2 separate regions of the Sus scrofa genome follow, and region 1 is linked to region 2. The links are chromatin contacts, called in public HiChIP or PLAC-seq maps. All regions are on one chromosome and are shown on one strand. The core of a region is the stretch at or near the end of the contact, and the rest is flanking DNA. Distances in the headings are between cores, read along the strand shown.

Region 1 (6,297 bases), core at 1,759-4,258, 50 kb after region 2:
GGCAGCCAAAGAGATCTCTGATGCAGAAGGTGACCAAAGCATTGAACACTGCAATGAAGGGGCCAGAGATGCCACTCTCAGGACAAAAGATGGAACAGACAGCAAGTATCCCAGGTCACCTCACCCCAGCTCACCAGCACTGTCCGTGACCTGGAATTTGCTGGCTTCAGCACCTTCCTGGTCTCCTTGGGTGGTGGACACGGCTGCTCGGAACGCCTGAACAACTTCATGGAACAGCTTTGGAGTAAGGTGCTGCTAAAACATTGGAGAAGCAACCGGTCGTGATGGGCAGAGCAAGAGGCAGCTAGCTGGGGCTCCAGGAACCTGCACTACGAGACAAAGGCACCCCTCGCCCACATCCTCACTCAAGAGCAGAGGTAGAAGCGGTGTTACTGAGCCAGGTCCAGAGAAAAAGGGCCCAGAGCCTCCTGGAAGGGCCAGGAGGAAGGAACTGAGGGTTCTGGATGAGGATGATGGCCAGTCAAGGGGCATCTGGAGTTCTCTCTTTCTGTCCTTTCTTTTCCCTGGAGAAACCACTGCGACGCCCTCAGAGGAAGGGCCCTGGCTCCACCAACTAGCAAAGGCACAGAGGCCATGTCCTGTCCACAGCAGGACTCCAGGGAGCCCCCGTCAGTGAATGAAGGAGAGGATGCAGTCTTGAACCCTCCTAGTATGCTGGGAAGAACTGAGATTCTCTCATGCTGAAGGGACTCCAGCGCCAGGGCTCAGAGAAGAGCTCTGCCCTCCTGCCTCCTCTCGCCTGCACAGCCCCAGATCACCAATAGCCAAGGGTAGGGTGGGGTGGTGTTCAGCTGCCCACACCATGCCACTTCTCACCTTTGCTGCCTGCTTCCACCTCTCAACCATGGCAAGGGTCACAGGGACAGAATCCCTCCTCTTCCCTGTAGGTCCTCCTGGGACCCGGTCCCCCTCCTCCTCATCTTCTTCCTCCTCACTTGCTTCCTGCACCAGACACAGAGGGCCAGGCTTGACAGGATGTAGGGATCACAAGTACGCCCCTGCCCCCGACCCAGCTGCGCGCAGGCCCTCACTTCCAGCCTGTCTGGCAAGGAGTGGAACTGCTCCTCTTCGTCCTCGGAGCTGTCCGAATCACTAAAGTTCAGCAGACTCTGGTCATTCTCCTGCAGGAACTTGTAGAACTCAGGGTCTTTGTCCTTCAGTCGAGAGAGTTGGTCCTTGTGCTCGGACGCACGGCCCTTCCGCCGGCTGAGGAGGTAGGGGTCATCCAGACTGACTGGCAGGTACAGCCAAGGCCAAAGCCAGTGGAGGGGGTGGGGGCGGTGAGGGCGGTGACCTCCTCAGAGAACCCATGAGGCTTAGTTGACTTCCTCCATGGCCGCTCCCAACAATCAAGGCAGAGGGACTTCCAGAGAGAGAGCTTTCGGCAGATCTCTCTCTCTCCCCACCCTCAATGCATACGGATGCCCGAACCTGCAGTTTCAGCCAGACTTGCTCTGCTCACACCCTGCTCTATCTAAGCTATCTCTAACTCCCCCTTTCCAGGTTCTCAGATCAAAGATAAACCTCTCCCTGTCTCTCGAACCCAGCTGCCATGAGCTCTCCTCAATACAATACTTTGTTTTGTGTTTGTTTTTTGGGGCCGCACCCGTGGTACATGGAGGTTCCCAGGCTAGGGGTCTAACTGGAGCTGTCGCCGCCAGCCTACGCCACAGCAACTCGGGATCCGAGCTTTATCTGCGACCCACACAACAACTCACGGCAACGCCAGATCCTTAACCCACTGAGCAAGGCCAGGGATCAAACCACAACCTCATGGTTCCTAGTCAGAGTTGTTAACCACTGAGCCATGACGGGAACTCCAATACAATACTTTCAAATCCACTCATGGCTCCTCTCAAACCAGCACCATCTCTCAATTCCTTCACAACCTCCTCTCAGCACAGCAACCCAAGAGACCCTTCATGTTACGAGCTACGTGACATTACTTCACCAAACCCCTGAGATAACTTCCCACCGTACTAGGATGTCATACAAATGATCTACAAGATCCAGCCCCATCACCACCTCTCCAGATTCACTTCCTGCTACTTTCCCCTTCATTCCTGCCACAACCACACTCATCTCAGCGCGTAAGGTCCACTCCCACCTCAGGACCTCTGCTGTTCCTGCTCCCTGAAACAGTGGGACATTCTTCTCCTACTGTGGCAGTTCCCTCCCTCAGGTTTCGCTCAATTATCACCTCCTCGAATGGCCTTATCCACTTCGCTTAACACTGCAGCAGGCGCTCCCAGATATGCTCCCTGTGCCTCCAGCCCCTTCTGCTTTGCCTTCCTGACCGCAAGCACTTCCCTCTTCTAACCCACTACACACCGTGGGCCATCCAAAATCGAGTAAGCTTTCTTACCGCAAAGACCAGAAAGGAGTACTATTCTCCAACGTCTAAGACCTGAATGACCTGGCACAGAAGAGGCGCTCCGTAAATACCGGTCCGAAGAATAAACAAGCCGGAGGGTCCGGGGGAGAGGTCACGGGTCCTCAGGTCTCAGTCTTGAGGCCCCAGGAGTGGTCAGCACCCTTGTGGTGGGGAGGGCCAGGACGATTAACGGGGTTCTGCTTTACACACGTCCGGTGGAGAACGCTCCACTCACCTGGCCAAGGAACTCCTATCTGGCTCATCTACGCTCCGGGAGGTTCCGCGTGCCGCCAGCGTCTCGCCTTCTGCGGCTCCTTCGGGCTCCGATTCGGACTCGGAATCAAAGCCCGAGGCCAGGAACTCATCCACAGTCAGCTCCGCCAGACGCCTGCGGGCCATGCCCTCGGAGTTATGACTCCCCGCCAGCCCGGTGTGCCCCAGCCCCGCCACCCCAGGAAAGGCGCAAGGGGCGCCAGAAAGGCGGGAGCAGGGCCTCGACTCACCGCTTGCGGCTCCGCGCCGCCGCCATCGCTGCCCGGCCGCAGCGTGCGCCCCGCTTCCTGCCCCGGCAGGCCTTGCGCTGTGCGCACTTCCTGAGGCCGGCCCCGCCCAGTCTCGTCTCGTCGGGTGGCTTTACGGTTCTCCAACAACGGCTGCGGCAGCATCCAGGCGGGAGAGCGCGTTCACACCTCTCGGGAAGCGGGCGGCGCCCGGGCTCCCAGGGTGGCACGCGGGATGCGCGTTCCTGGCGCAGGCCGGGTTCAGTCGCGGCTCCCGAACGCTTCCGCTGAAGGACAGGCGGCAGAGCTCGAGCACCCGGCAGGACTGCGTAGGGCGGAATCTCACAGATTTCTGCTCACAAATCTGAGACCTTTTCCCAAAAAGGCACCAATATCGACAACGACCTAGGGGAAGGCAAGGCTCGGGCCCTCGCCCGGCCCTGCCCACAGCCCCCGCGGGCTCCGTGAACCCGCGCCTGTGAGGGTGTCATTGCTCCACAGAAAAAAATGCATGGTGGTGGGAGACATGCGTCAGAGAGGACCCTATACACAAAGCTCTTACAAATCGATGATCTAAAGCGAACAATCTAGTAGGAAAAGCAAATGAAAACAGAAATGGCGATGCTATCGATGGGCAGTTTGCTTAAAGATAAATAACATTCTGGTGAGGGTCAGAACAGTGAGAGCCTTTTCCATTTCCCTAAGCAGCCCCATAGCACTTGCGCCGGGGGAGCAGGAGGGGGCAAGAGAGCAGACAGATCCGAGCACTGTTGTTGAAGCTAATTTAGCCAAATCTCCCTAAAAGAGTGTGCCTGATACTTCAGTCCAGCGAGTCTTCCGCTGGAGATTCGCTTGGGAACACCCCTACCTAAGTCCCCAGACCGGCCCGGGTAGGGACAGCTACTTTTCCTCTTTGTCTGTGGAACAGCCAGCAGGTGCAAAGGCCCAGAAGCTGGAAGGTTGCCATGGGGAAGGAAGGAGGTGAGGAAGCCAGCCTTTGCCCTCTTCTCCCCCCACCTGCCTAATGGAGGGAGTATGCAAGCCGGGACAGTCAGATCCCAAGATAGGAAATCCCACAGCCCCTAGGGCGTGCGTCCCACTTCCATCCTGCTCCCCAGCCAGCGTCCAGATCAAAGGCGGACAGGTAAAAAGGCCTGCGTGGGGTCACAGAGAGGCGAGCAGATGCAGCCCCGGGTTGGCTCAGGCCCCAGGGGCATCACGTGGAGCCAGCCATTCGGCGTCTAAGAGATGCGGGGCCCAGGAGAGTGCGGGGCGGGGCGGGGTGAGGGGGCTGCCTTCTTCAACGGGTTGAGACGGGCGGAAGACCCGGGAGGCTTTTTGGAGATAGGACGCGGGCGGGGCGCCGGGGGCTTCCTGGAGGAGGAGGCGGACGGGGCACGGAAACCTGAGAGAATTCTTGCGCTATGCAGTGTCCGGGAAGCCGCGGGGGAGCGCAGGAGGCGGGGCGGGCGGCGCCGAGAAACAGCGGCTGCGGGCAAGCGGCGGGAGCCAGGGACGCGAAGCCGGCCGCCACCGCCGAGCAGCCCTCCGGCCGCCCGACATTCGCTCCTCCGTGCGTCCTCCGCGGATCCGCGGCGGGCCGGCGGCCGAACCCATGCAGCCGCGTAGCGAGCGCCCGGCTGGCAGGACACAAAGTCCGGAGCACAGCAGTCCGGGGCCCGCGCCCGAGGCGCCGCCGCCGCCACCGCCACCGCAGCTGCCAGCGTGAGTGGGCCGGGGGGCTTAGGACCGTGACTGGCCCGAGCCGAGGAGGAGGAGGAGGAAGGGAGGGGCGCGCCGACCCTGGCGCTTTGCATCCTGCGGGCTCTGCCGGGCCGCGGAGGGTCCAGCCCCCGTCCGTTATCGGCACACACAGCTGGGGCGGGGCAGGGTGTCCCGAGGTGGCTGCTCTGTCCCCGCCTGCTGCCCTTGAATCTGGCTGCGCCGCTTAAAGGCTGGGGCGGCCTGTCTGCATGCTGGGGGTGGGAGTCCAGAGAGGTCACACCTGCTGGTTGATGTAGGAGTCGCTTCAGAGACACTCGACAGTATGGACCAGTTTCACCCCGTGCGGGTCCTGTATGCCCAGCCCGTGCCGAGGACATCGGACTCCAATGGGGGCACGGGAAGTGTGGCCAGCGATGGACAGAGAGCCTACCCTAAGGAGGGCCTAGGGAGACGGGGTGGGGGGAGGGCTCCTGGGCAGAGGGAAGTGTGGTACCTGAGCAGGGGTGGTGGCGGAGGAAGCTGTACAACGTTTAACTATTGACTTCTGGAGTGGGGTCCCACCTCAAGCTGGGAGCAGATTGGAACAGAGTCTGGTTGGACTTCCGAGAAGGCTCTCTGGACATGAGAGAGCAGAATGGGGTGGAGCCTGGAGAGCAGGGGCGGCCCTGAGGGTGCTGGTCCTTGATGGAAGCCTGGTATGGGCTGCTGGGGGGAGAGTGGCCTCCTGGGTGCCCTAGCCCTACCCAAGGTCTCAGGGGAGGGTGAGCAGCTCCCTGCAGAGTGCACCCTGACCTGGCACTGCCCATCTGCAGCCCCGAGGCAGAGCGTGCCCGTCCCCGGCAGGCCCGCCCCACGGCCCCCATGGAGGGTGCGATGCAGCTGCTGAGCCGTGAGGGCCACACTGTATCCCACAACTCCAAGCGGCACTACCATGATGCCTTCGTGGCCATGAGCCGCATGCGGCAGCGCGGCCTCCTGTGTGACATCGTCCTGCACGTGGCCGCCAAGGAGATCCGGGCACACAAGGTGGTGCTGGCCTCCTGCAGCCCCTACTTTCACGCCATGTTCACAAGCAAGTACCGCTTCATCAGGTCTGGGCATGTGGGGGACTCTGCACCTCTTCCAGAGTGGGGACCATCCTGACCTGCTGTCCCCACAGATGAGATGAGTGAGAGCCGTCAGACGCACGTGACCCTGCACGACATTGACCCTCAGGCCTTGGACCAGCTGGTGCAGTTTGCGTACACGGCCGAGATTGTGGTGGGTGAAGGCAACGTGCAGGTGAGGCTGCCTCACTCTCCTCATCCCTGTACCTCCACCCTGCTGCATCTCCTGTGCCACTCCCACCCCTTCAGTGCCTCACGTCCAGTTTCTCTGTCCTTGCTCCCCGGTCCTCTCTCCTGCTTTGTTGCACAGACTCTGCTCCCGGCTGCCAGTCTCCTGCAGCTGAATGGCGTCCGTGACGCCTGCTGCAAGTTCCTGTTGAGTCAGCTCGACCCCTCCAATTGTCTGGGCATCCGGGGCTTCGCCGACACACACTCGTGCAGCGACCTGCTCAAGGCGGCACACAGGTACGTGCTGCAACACTTCGTGGACGTGGCCAAGACCGAGGAGTTCATGCTGTTGCCGCTGAAGCAGGTAATGTGCCAGCTGGGGCACAGCCTGGACCCTGACTTG
Region 2 (6,958 bases), core at 1,271-3,770:
GAATGCTCAGCCCTGTGTGAGCGTCCAAGCTGCCCCTTGCAGTCGGCAGAAGCGAGCAGCTGGCAGAGAACACTTGGCCAAGATGCATTTCCTCAGCCCTTGCAGAGGCAATGGGAGGGAAGGTTTGGAGCTGACACTTCCTCTCACCCCCACCCCCACCACTAGGGATCACTGCCTGCTGACCCTTGTCATGAGCCCTGGGAACCCTATGGTCTACCAACCTGTGGGCCGCACTGCCTCTGGCACAGTCCACTTGGAAACCAAGGAGCCCCAGGGCCAGCTCTCTTTCCCACGTGTTAAAAGAAAATCTCAAACACCCTCCATCCTTAGCAGCAGTGGGAGTGCAGACCCTCCCCAGCGTGGAGGTCGTCCGGAATCCCTGCACCCCTTACCCACCAAGCTCAGCCTTGCCCTAGGACTCCCTGGGGACACTCTTTCCACCTAAAGGGGCCTTTCTCTGGCCAAGTCTTATCTCATGGTCAACATTCAAGACAGACATCCAGTCAAAAACCACCACAGAAGCACTTACCTTGTTAAACCCCTCTTTCCTAATCCTCCACATATGACTGTCAAGAGTCTTTCTTATTTATTCACTTGTCTGTTTGTTCATCAGCTGCCCCACCCCCCTAGTGGAATACAAGCTCCAGGCAGCAGGGACCTCCAAGCACCTAGCAGAGCTCAGTACACCATAGGAGCACAATAAAAACCGTTCATCAGTATACGGGGCTGTTAAAGTTGCACGGCAGCAGGTGTAAAGCAAAAAGTTGCAGACGGGAGTGCAGGAGAGAGCAGGGGACCCTGCTCTGAGGGAGTGAGTGTGACACAGACCCTCGGTTGGGAGGGGTGGGGTGGAGTTCTGGCAACACCTGACAAAGCAATTTCCTGGCTGGTGAGGCAGGAGCTGGAGTGTGAAGGTTACAGAGCCGGGGGACAGTCAGTCTTCCGCAGGCAATTCTTTGGAAGTTTTGCTGAAACAAGGAAGAGACAGTGTGCGGCTGAAAGAAGATTTGTGTGGTGTGATGTTGCGGTGGGGCTGTGGGGTTGGGGAGAAGCAGCTGCAAAAGGAAGACGAATCTGAAGATAGAGGTGGGTGGAGGGAGGGAGGTCCAGGAGGGGCTGGGGGAGCCGGGGGAGAGCCTCAAACTGGCTGATAGCACGGATGGCCTGAACCCAGCGAGAACACAGACTGGGACTTGAACCCATGGTTTTAAATTTCAATCCCTCACCCTGAGCCTGGACTCACTGAGGTTAGGGTTCTTCATGTCTCCGTGCAGAAGGAATTCAGCGAGAGACAAAGGGATAGGCAAGAAATAGATTTATTAACGTAGGAGGCTTGTGAGAGGTGCAAGCGGGCAGTCACGGAAACTCTGCCCCAAGGATCCGGGGAGCTACCGTTTTTATCAGCCAAGGGGAATGTGGGTCGGAAAAGCCCACCTCTTTCTTTCCTCCTTAGTATCAGGTAAGGTGTGTATTCAAATCCGCAGAAGGGTGGTCCTCAAACTCTCGCCCTTGGTCTGAATCTGGATGCAGGCCTCATCCCACCCCCACCCAAGGACCTGGGGCAGTTCTCAAGGCTCCACTAAGGAGGCAAACCTGCTTTGTTCTGATGGCTTTTTTGAGCCATTTATTTACTTACGGCGATCTCCCAATGTCCCATAAGTTTCCCTCCTTGTCTGTGGCCCTTTACCGGGGCTTCTGCAACCACCAGTGTCTACTCCACTCCTATCAATACCACCCTCTACGCACTGCAGGATCACGGAAGCTAAGCAGGGTCGGGCCTGGTTAGTACTTGGATGGGAGCCTCTAGCCGCAGGCAGGACCCTGCTCAGTTCCTTCTAGGCCTGTGGCCAAGGCTGAGGCTCTCTGGGCCTCCACTGCACCCGGGGCAACACCGATTGTTAAGCTTTAGGACATGTACGAACAGCACAGCGCCTGGCACACTCGCAATAGGGGAAAATAGTCGTTTTCATTGGTGTGTCATTATTGTCATCCCTCCGCTGCTGGGAGGAAGGACAGGAGGGCAGATGTGGTTGCAGAGAACCTGGTGGGTGTGGGGTCGAGGTAGGGAGGGGTGGTTTCCTCAGCGACCCAGGAGGACCGAGCCCAGCCGTGGACCCCATACCTGCGGCTCCTGGGACTGCCCACCGGAACCTCTGCCGGGTTGGTGTCATCAGAGACAGGGACACCCAGGCTCTGCGGGCCAGACTCAGGCCCAGAATCCGCGCCGCCAGCAGCCCCACGCCCCACACCCCACACCCCCGGGCGTCAGCAGGCCGGAGTGCCGGGGAAGCAAGGGTTAAGCCGCGCGGCCGCTGGGACGGGCGGGGGGGAGCCGCCGGCGCGTCGCCGCGATTGGCTGCGGCGCAGGACCCGGGGGCAGCTGCGGGCGGGCGGCCGCCCAGACTTCCCGGACGCGCCTGGCGCCTCCGCCGCGCCGCCGGCGGCCTCTGGGGACGCGCCGCCGGCTGCCTGGGGACAGCGCCGCTCCCGCGCCGGCCCCCCAGTCCCCGCCGCCGCCGCCTTCCAGCCGGAGGCGGGGACTGTCTCTCTAGGGGCTTGTCAGCAGCAGTGACAGCGTTGCTGCCAGCGCCTCCCACGCGCGCCGCTAGGAACATTGCCCAGCAGCCAGCCAGCCAGCCAGCGCCGCTGCCCCCGGCAGAGCTGAATCTGTCCTGAGGTTCCCCCCTCATCCCGTCCCCACCCCGCTGTGGCTGGGGACTTGGGTGGTGGATGGGCAGGCCAGCAGTCCACCCATGCCCACTGGCAGCTGTTGAGATTAGAATCCTACCTGGAGCACCTGGAAGAGGCTCCAGAAAACCCCAAGCTGGCTTGCAAGTGTTGACAAAGTCTCGGTTGTCATTTTGAAAAATATAGGTCTGCTCATGCTGGTGCGATGAGCACTGCTGAAAAAGATATGATTCATCGAGGATTTCACTGCAAATAAAAGATGGAGCTGAAGTTCCTGTCGTGGCTCAGCAGTTAGGAACCCAACCAGAATCCATGAGGATGTGGGTTCGATCTCCGGCCTTGCTCGGTCGGTTAAGGATCCCGCACTGCGGTGAGCTGCAGTGCACTTCGCAGATGTGGCTCAGATCCAGGGTTGCTGTGGCTGTGGTATAGACTTGCAGCTGCAGCTCTGATTCCACCCCTAGCCTGGGAACTTTGCAGGTGCGGCCATAAAAAATAAAATAAAAATTACTTGTAACAAAACAAACAAACGAAAAGATGGAGCTATGGCTCCCGGGAAAGACTATGGCAGTTTTCAGAGCAAAGTATCTCCACTCCCCGCAGCAGCCGCCCCAGAGTCGGGAGAGACACCCAAGCCCTGCCCCACCCCCCACCCCTCACCCCCCCCACCCCCGTGGGACCCTCTAGATCTCAGCCTTGAGCAGGATTTGGGGAGGACGCATCTGCCTTCCTGCTGGGGTTCTTACAGGGGACCTGGCCTACTCTGTGTCCTCTGCCTCCTCCACCCCACCCCCACCCTGACCTTGCCCACCCCCCCATCCTCCTCTCCCCCCCCCCCCCGCCCTCTGCATCCTCCTCCTGGGCTGCCCTCCTGTTCTAAAAGGGCAGGAATCTCCTTCCAGCCTCCCTCTGCAAGGGGAGGGAGGCAGTGCGGCGATCACCCGCCCCGCTTCCTCATCTATCACCCTCAACTGTGTTTCACGATAAAATTACTCATCCTCGGCCAGTGATAAATGAAATCATCCCAGAGACAACCACGCCGGGTGGGGGTGGGGACGCCCCATTCCAGGTTTCTGGGCCTGGCTGAGGGAGACCTAGGAGAACTGCGTCTCCCTGTTAACACACTGCTTAGAAAGAGCCAAGTGAGTGGGATTCTGGGACCTGCTGTGTACTCTTGTTGAAAAAAGACATGTGTGTGTGCTTTGAGGCAGCCTGTCGGCCCCGCAGAGCGATGGGGTGGGCTGGGGGCTGAGCCTTGGAGGGAGGCCAGCAGAGATTTGGAATCTGGGCACGGTAGCCAGGTGGGTGTTGAGCAAGGCCAAAGAGCAGAGAAGCTACGTTCCCAGGGGAAGCTGCTCTAGGAATCAGAAAAAGTGCGGTGAGCCACTGAGTGGGGTGCTAGGGCAGACAGGAGGAAGGGCCAAGTGTCTGGGAGCCCAGCCTGGTGTCGAGGGAGGGAAGCAGGCAGTTCGTGGACCTACAGACAGGGTGAGTGGGCCTGGCACCTCCAGCAGCTTCAGGTATCAGGTGAGACCCTGGTCCTCCAAACAGGAGCTCCCAGTTCTCCAGGCATCCAGAGGTCAGGCAACTCCCAGCACGAGCCCCGGCAGCAAGATGATGTCCACTGGATCCTCTGGATCCTCTGGATCCTTGTGTTCTTCTACCTTTAGCCCAGGGATCCCCAAGAAATCCTTAGGGGACAACTAAGGGGTTAATTAATAAAGCGATAAGCTCAGGAGCAAACTTTGGCTCAGAGCAGCTAAGGGCTTGTTTCATGATATCACAGAGGTCCTGGAGTTCCTGCTATGATGCAGAACTTAAGGATCCAGCTATGGTGTAGGTCACAGCTGGTGGCTCAGATTCAATCCCTGGCCCAGGCACTTCCATATGCCGTGGGTACGGCCATTAAAAAAAAAAAACCAAACCCAAAAACAAAACCCACAAAGATCCAGAGGACGGGATCTCAACACTACTGTGCCACTTGCCACCTGTCACCTGTAAAAGGAGGTAAAAAGAGCGTCTACCTCATAGGTTGCTCTAAAACCTGTGATTATGTTTGTAAAATGCTGAGTCATTGTGACACATATTTCCAAGACGTCCTAAGGGCCAGCTGACCCCAGAACAGAGATGAGACCCCTCTGGGGCTCACAGTTCAGGGGGGAATGTTGGCCTCCTATGAGAGTCAGAGCCTGAGTTCTGGAAACGCAGGGAGGTGCGATCACGAGCTCAGGGGATAATGCACTCGTTTAACTGGACAGATCCAGAAAGCGTCGTGGAGGAAGTGGCGTTTGAAATCATCACCAAAAGACAAGTAGGACTGGTTGGAGGGGACTGTGCCAAAGTGCTGTTGCGGATGCCGGCAGCCCAGCAGCTCCTGGGCTGGGTCCTGCAGTGGGGGGGGGGGGGGGGCGCTTGGGCAGGTGGGTCTGCCTGCTCCTGGAGGAGTTTGGAGCTTCCTTCTCTGACTCCCACACCAGGAAGGAAGGGCTGTGTGAACTGCTCACCTTTGGCCCTGAGTGTGCGACACTGTGCCTGGCACAGAAACAGGATCAGTGCTAGTTGAACAAATCAGAGAGAAATGATAACTGTGTGCTCGCACTTCTGGCAGTGGAGCCACGGAGTCAATGAGTCAGGAAATGGCAGGTCGAGTGTTCCCGGAAGTGCCAGCAAGGCCAGCAGAGAAACGGCAGAAGCCTGGGCGGGCTGGCCGCCCAGCAAGGCAAGGTGCAGAGGAGGCCTGAGACTCTAACAGGGAGTCCCACTTGAGAGCCAGCACAGGGCAGGCGGAAGTACCTGGGTCTGTGGTGTCAGTGCTATCCGGGCACTGAACTTGCCAAGGCCACTGCCTTTGAGGACAGTGCCTGGCAGGGAGGGAGACCCTCTCCCAGGAATAGCACTGGCCTTCAAGTTCACCTGGGGGTGGGCAGAAGCAACACCCTCCCCTTATGAGCCTCTGACTTGGGGCTCCCAGAGGCTCTAGCTTGTTGCTGGCTGTGCTGAAGGCAGGTGGCATTCGGAACTAGGCTCTTTCCCAGGCTCTCCCTGGGAAAGAGTTTTACCTGCCACTCAAAGAATACGTGGCTCTTTGCAGCCTTTGGGTCGAAACTTCCCCCCAAAGAGAAGAAACATAGCCCAGGTCAAGACCAAGACTCATGTGGCTGGCACCCTCACTTCCCCTTCACTCTGTCCACTGCCGCCCACCCTGCTCTGGAACTCCTCATTCCTGACACCTGCCCATCTGCCTGCAGATCAGGTATCCGCCTCCTCTGGGTACCAGGTCCCCAGCTGCTCCTTTGGCCAGAGAGCCAGCCCTAGAGAATGCTCCCCAAACTCCCCACATCAGCCACACCCTGTCCTTGGAGCCCCCGGGCAGTGATGGGCTGAGATCTGATGCCACCTCTGTTTCAGACAGTGTCCATTCCAAGCCAAAGCTAGATGCTGCCAGCCTGCCTGTGTCTCGTGTGTGACACCTGTGTGACAGGTGTGTGTGTGTTTATGACCAAGGCTGCCGCTCCTACACTTTAGAGAGTACACTTCCTCTCCCAGTGGCATCGCCCTGTCACTGGGGTACTGGTGACGAAGCCTTCCCCACTGAGGGCTGGAACCCCAGTCCCAAGCCCCGCGGGTTCTCCTCAGAGCATGCTGTCCTCAGCCTCCCCTCCCGGCTCTCGCTGCTCCAGGCACGGGGTGCGTTTTCACAGTTTACATGCTGGGTGGCCCCTTCCTTTCATGACCTTCTGCTCCTCATAGTAAAGCTGCCACTGCCCCAGGCAGCAGGACCGACCTGAGGCAACTGGAGTTGGAAGTGGCCAGCAGAGGACAGGCTGGAGGTGCTGCAGAGAGCTTTGCTTCTGGGCCCTTGACCGCAAAGCCCCCTCTGACACCTCTTCCCCACAATGGAGTTCAAGACATCCCAACCTTTACCAGCCTGTTGTGAACTGGCCAGTGATGGAGCCAAGAGTCTGTGGTGCAGCAGGTTGTCCAGGCCATGGGGCCCAGGCACATGCAGAAAACACATGACAAAACTTCCTTTACTCCAGGCCCTGCACCAGATATGAGGCACCTTGCGCACTCATGGGACAGGTGCTCTGATGAGACAGTGCAGCCACGCTTACCTTCCTGCCAGAGACAACTCAAATACCAGACAAAATGCAGGGAACAACGGCCCTCATGACATCAGATGTCAAAGGATGGGGGCCCCAGGCAGAAACCACCGTGGTGAGCCCTGGGACCACTCCTCACCACCTCGGGAGTGCCCAGCTGCAGCGAG

Evidence for each region. HiChIP or PLAC-seq counts read pairs in DNA pulled down with a chosen protein or histone mark.
Region 1: a contact with region 2 is called in an H3K27ac HiChIP or PLAC-seq map of skeletal muscle. The contact joins the promoter of NOC2L here to the enhancer-like site in region 2. A contact is called at or near these places in 1 of 5 promoter capture datasets (liver), 17 of 47 Hi-C or Micro-C datasets (alveolar macrophages, brain, embryonic fibroblasts and 11 more) and 1 of 2 datasets of contacts at active chromatin or transcription factors (skeletal muscle).

Annotation. Positions count from the first base shown.
Region 1 is chr6:63,317,791-63,324,087 of Sscrofa11.1, forward strand. NOC2L (nucleolar complex protein 2 homolog) reads right to left here and starts at 3,009. Exons shown (of 19, transcript XM_021095173.1): 1 at 2,899-3,009; 2 at 2,631-2,783; 3 at 1,053-1,227; 4 at 838-963; 5 at 135-255; 6 at 1-48. The coding sequence starts at 2,924. It overlaps KLHL17 (kelch-like protein 17), which reads left to right and starts at 3,108. Exons shown (of 11, transcript XM_021095168.1): 1 at 3,108-4,039; 2 at 4,326-4,620; 3 at 5,780-6,258. The coding sequence starts at 3,920.
Region 2 is chr6:63,268,606-63,275,563 of Sscrofa11.1, forward strand. No RefSeq gene overlaps it. Among named protein-coding and RNA genes, the nearest start is that of SAMD11, 15 kb to the right of the region's middle. Within about 2 kb of position 2,521, at least 50 of the 83 cell types and tissues checked have an H3K27ac peak or open chromatin away from gene starts, as enhancers often do. A contact at or near this core is called in embryonic fibroblasts, liver, omental adipose tissue and 2 more, where this site is marked.